Linked DNA regions of Zea mays: region 1 is linked to region 2. Evidence: chromatin contacts called from public Hi-C data. All regions are on one chromosome and are shown on one strand. The core of a region is the stretch at or near the end of the contact, and the rest is flanking DNA. Distances in the headings are between cores, read along the strand shown.

Evidence for each region. Hi-C and Micro-C count contacts between places; a contact is called where the count stands out from the background.
Region 1: a Hi-C map of bundle sheath shows a contact between it and region 2, with 2.4 times the contacts expected there. The contact joins the promoter of LOC100285093 here to the promoter of LOC103646336 in region 2. A contact is called at or near these places in 4 of 25 Hi-C or Micro-C datasets (bundle sheath, ear, leaf and 1 more).

Annotation. Positions count from the first base shown.
Region 1 is chr2:41,639,620-41,642,319 of Zm-B73-REFERENCE-NAM-5.0, reverse strand. It overlaps LOC100285093, which reads right to left and starts at 1,324. Exons shown (of 3, transcript NM_001397502.1): 1 at 1,239-1,324; 2 at 1,012-1,090; 3 at 426-885. The coding sequence starts at 1,244. The coding sequence ends at 560.
Region 2 is chr2:41,430,867-41,433,566 of Zm-B73-REFERENCE-NAM-5.0, reverse strand. LOC103646336 (heavy metal-associated isoprenylated plant protein 4) reads right to left here and starts at 1,386. Exons shown (of 3, transcript XM_008671069.2): 1 at 1,175-1,386; 2 at 976-1,054; 3 at 349-857. The coding sequence starts at 1,183. The coding sequence ends at 547.

The sequences.
Region 1 (2,700 bases), core at 75-2,574, 210 kb before region 2:
GATCACGAGGCAAATTAGCTAATAGTTATTAGCTAGCTATTAGCTCTTTTTAGCAAATTAGCTAAGCATGATTTTTAGTCGACTATCTATTAGCTAGTGCGTTCAAACACCCCTTACTCCAGCATTATTGAGATTTCTCCGGTTCTTTGTTAAAAAAATCATGCCGAGCCTATTTAAACCTGATGTTGGCGTGACGTCAGTTTTCTTTCTGACAGATGACGTTAGCAACTTTTGCCCTTGGAAAGTCGTTGGACTTTTCGTTTGTCCTGTTCTACTATACCAGATAATGAATAATGATGGTCTAATCACAATGCGGTCACGGATCGGATCGTGCAGCAAGCCCGAATTATCAGCACGTGCACGCTTCACGGACAAGCCAGCAACTGAGACGCAGGAAAAAAAAACCACTTGAAACCACAAAGGCTCCGCAAAAAAAAAAAGTAAACTTTATTTGCACAAATCGTTCATAGCTCCCTCAATTAACCTCAAGTCGCTGAAAAGAACTGTACCTACATGACGAAAAAAAATCGACCTCAGCTATTCATGTCAGCCGTTCTAATTACATGATGTGGCAGCCGCTGGGCTCGTCACAGACGACCACCGGCGGCGGCGGCGGGTGGTGGTGGTGGTGGTGGTGGTGGTGGTAGCCTCCGGGGTAGCAGTGCGGCCAGTGCGGCGGCGGCGGGTGCACGACCACGGGCTGCGGCGCCGGCGGCGCCGGCGGCGGCTTGGGGTCCTCGGACGGCTTCTTGTCCTTGACTTCCTCCACTTGCAGGATGTCGGCGTGGCCGACCTTCCTGCGCAGGCAGCTGGCCAGCCTGACCGGGTCGACGTCGTCGCCGACCACCTCCAGCTTCTCCCCGGCGATCGCCACCGATATCACCCCTGCACACACACGCGGGGCGACATTAGCGGCCGGAGCACCGATGGATGACCACCTTTTTTTTTTGTGTGTGTGGGTGGGTACTGGTCGAAGTCGAACGAGTAGACGACGATCGACGACGTACATACCATTTGCTCCGGCGGCCAGCGTCATGGCTTTGGTCCGGCTCCTCTCGCACGGCATGCTCACCTTGATCACGATCTTTTGCTGCGCGCGGCGGCCACGACAGGACGCAGAAGCAAGAGAGAGAGAGAGAGAGAGAGAGAGAGAGAGAGAAACCGCATGCAGATCAGTTTCAGAGCTCTGAAGACGAAGCTGAAGCAGAGGTTTTTGCGAGGAGCTGTCGTCGGCTTACCTTCATTGCTTCCCGCGCGGTGATGGCTTGCTCTGTGAATTGGACGGCTTGCTCTATTGCTAACTGAGCACTCCGTGATGTGAGGGTACGGGTACGGCTAGCTTGGGCCGCCGCGCTGTGATTATATATAGAGTGCGGGAGGGAGGGAGACGGGGGAGCGAGCGAACGCTGCTGGTGTCTAGTGGTGTCAGTGATTGTTTTAACGGGGAGTTAAATCATCGTCAACTGTGATCGCGACGCGTTCTTGGCGAGGGTTAGCGTGTGAGATGAGATCCGAGGCAGCCAAGTGGTTACCGTCCCATGATCCCATCGGCCTCTGGCGCGTGTGCGCTTCTCCGAAGGCGCGCGCGCTGGTGGTGGTGGTTTGTCCGTCCGTTTACTAGGCTGCAAGTTGCTGGTGGACCTGAGCCACACCACCAGCGCACACAGCGAAACATACAATGCGTGTTTCCGAACTGAAAGAGAACACGTCCGTCAGTACCAGTTCGAGTGGTACGGTACGGTACGGTTCCATGGATGGAGATCCAAAAATTGACACTTGGGAGCTAGCTAGCAAGCAGCAACAGCAGTAACCATCTACAGGATGGAGCGCTGGGCATCATGCTGGTTCGGTTCTTCTTGTCGCCTACTGTCTCATCACCCTTGTTTGTTTGTAGCACCTTTAATGAAAACTTGGTGATGGCGGCCTGCGATACTGACTGGCCCTGGCCCCTGAGAGAGCAGCACTGACCAAGGAAAACTAGACAACAACTTCTATTGGCGAAAACCGCCACAATACTATGACAAATTCTTTATTCAATATTCATGGCCGAAGAGAATTGAACACTATAATATCCGACGTATAGAATGTGATTACGTCTGAAGCCGGACTGTTTATCATCAGATTGTTTATATATGCAGCCCAATAAGAAGGCCATGTACAATGCAAAAAATAAAAAAAAAAGATAGATAGACTAGCACCTCAGTCTGTGCTTCAGCATGTCCTAGCTAATAGAAGCTTCTCATATCTCCAATATTTAAAAGTTTCATGAATAAATTTAGCAATTGTACAACTAATCAAAATCGACCATCTTTATTCGATCTCTCTTCCTTCCTTCCATGAAATGCCTATTTGTATACTCGATCTATAATCTGTATTTAACTGTGATCAATTTACCAATTACTCTATATATATGTGTTTTCATCGTTTGCATTGTACCTCGGCGGATTTCCAATATGTACCTTGTTGAAACCTTAAGTTATATCATCTCTTGTTGCATCTTTTATAGTTTATGACACCACGAAACTATATTTTGGTTGCTAACCATAAACTGCATCAAATATAAGCTTATATATATTGGTAAAGCTATAACCATAAACTAAAAAAAGTTTTAAATTACCAAAACATCATAATACTAGAAGCGGGTAACTTTTTTTTTAGAAAATTGTTTAGATCCAATGGCTATTATTTATTCTCCATAAT
Region 2 (2,700 bases), core at 137-2,636:
TTGGCAGCCCAGCCAAGAGTGATCGGTACTCACCATATCGCGCACGTTCGACGACTATTATATCAAGGATTGTGGCGTCATCTCGACACCGGAGGTGAGCAGAGGTGGACCGACAACAATGACCACTCGCCATCGTCGGGATACCTTTTGTGCCGGCCTGCCTTTAATTCTCTTCGCAAACACACACTTGCATTTTTTGTTTAAGCAAGCGTGTATGGTGGTGCGTGCCTGATGACTAACGATGTACGACGGAACTTCTACCGGCAGGTGTGACACGTGCTCTCCAATAATGAGACCATGCAAATCATGACATATATCGAAGTCTGCATGATACTGATGGTTGCAATGTAGTAGTGAAACAACTAAATTAAAATAACAAAATTTATGTATGGCTAGGATCACAAATGGATTATGAAATATTTTCTTATAACAATATAAGACACATTTTGTATATAAGTTATCATGGTATTATATGTTCCCGTTGCAACGCACGGGTACTGACTAGTATACGTATATATTTAAACGGCGGGCCAGAATCCATCAGCTTCACATGATGTGGCAGCCTGTTGTCTGTTCCTCGCAGAGAAACGGCGGGCCGCCGTAGAACGGCGGCGGCGGGCAGTGCTTCTGGATCGCTTCTTGCAACTCCTTGGCCTTCTTCTTCTTCTCCTCCTCTTCCTTCTTCTTCTTCTCCTCCTCCACCTTCGCCTTGTCCTTGACTTCCTCCACCACGACGATGCCGGCGGAGCGGCAGACCTTCTTGCGCAGCGAATTGACGAGGCAGGGGATGTCGATGTCTTCTCCTACCACCTCCAGCTGGTCCTTGCCTGCGCCGGTGATCGACACCAAGGTCACTCCTGCATACCGTACCATGCATAGAGAGAGAGGCGCGCGGTGGCGGTGTAATTATTATAATAAGTGCACGAGCGTGTATATAAATAATAATTGATGATTCATGGATCTGTGTGGACGGACCGTGAAATCGGGACGCCAGCTGCATGGCCTTAGACCGGTTCTGGTCGTTCGTTACGCCAAGCCTGATCACTGCCTTTTGCTGCAAACGACAACGACGAGCCCAAGCTATATAGCATCAGTCTCTTTTTTTTTGGCGGCACCAGCAGGAGGGCAGTCGTTCATAATTAGAGTTTGGAGCGGAGATCGAGGGAGTATGTACCTTGGTCATGGCGGCGTCGCCGGCGGCCGGTCGTCTCTCCCGCAGCAGCCGATTTACGTACGTGGCGCAAATGATGATGTGGAGAAGAATTGAAAGACGAAGCTGATCGATCCGCCGTTCGCGCGCTGCTGGTGCACCTAAAGCTAGACCAAGAGCTAGCGCGCGCGGCCTACGTGTACTAAGCCGCAGTTGTGAAGAATGAGCAAAGCTAGGCTCTCGGGGCTCGTCCATTTATACTCCTACACACACGCACACGTACGCGCGAGCTATAGCTAGCGGGCAAGACGTCGTGACGTAGAGAGTAGAGACGATGACGCCTGCCGAACCGCGAGCTAAAAGGCGGCTACGTGTGTGTGTAGAAGAAAAAGGGACGTATATCGTCGGTGTGAGAACGTTCGTGGTAGCTGACAAGTTCAGCTTCCCTGCTAGACTCGGAGCTAGCTAGGTAGGAGTAGGACGACTCTGTACTGTTGACGCTAAACACTAGCCACGAACGCAACAGCCACGAAACTTGGGCGGCGCGCGCGCGGGTGTTGCTTCTCCGATCGACGGCACTACTACGATCGAGCACGATGACGGCGACGCGGATGGAGTGGACATTTCGTTCCAATATAATGCCGTTTTGGACCGCTTCAGCTACAAGCCAAATTAAAACGACTGGCGCGCGCGCGCGCGCGGCGGGATAGCACTAGCAGGCAGCAGTCTTGGGATCACATCGGCCCCGGCCCACCAGCCGCTGCCAAGGTTGAAGGATTCCAAGCAAAGATGGCTTTTTTGTCAAATGAGCAGGTGATCAAGCGCTACCGGTAAAGTGGACTCAAGGAGTCAAGCTACAGTAAATCTGACTGCATTTATCTTAGCTTGTCCACAATTCAGACAACGCAGATTCATTATCAAACAACCACCATACATATATAAAAGTGCTATATATATATAAATGTGATCTTAATTAGTTGACGCCGATCGATAAAAAGATACTGATACTTGAATATATATTTTTTTTCATGATTTTTGATACATAAAACCAGCCATAAACAGCATCCAACACGTACGATTAGCTAGCTAGAAGCGCCTAAACCTATCAACCGGGAAAATATGAGGGAAAATATGAGGGCCTGATTACGATGTGCAATCCGGGAAAATATGAGGGCCTGATTACGAGATTAGCTAGCTAGAAGCGCCTAAACCTATCAACCAACGAATCTACGAAACCCTAACGACATAGATTTCACGTTAAAGCAGCAGGAAAAGGAAAGATCTTATATACCACTAACAACGAATATATGATGATTGAGATCCACAGCGATTAACATCTCATTATCCTTCGTCCTCATGGCGATCACCACCGCGCTAGCTATACCTCTCATCGTCTTAATTATCTACTCCACCCGTGGCAACGACACCATCAAGAACAACGACAGCAAGCTAGCATGTAATTAAGGGGAAAACAGGAAGAGAAGACCATAACCAACTAGTTTTACGAATCAGAATCAAGCCTTAATTTCCCTCCGGCCGTCTCTCTTCTC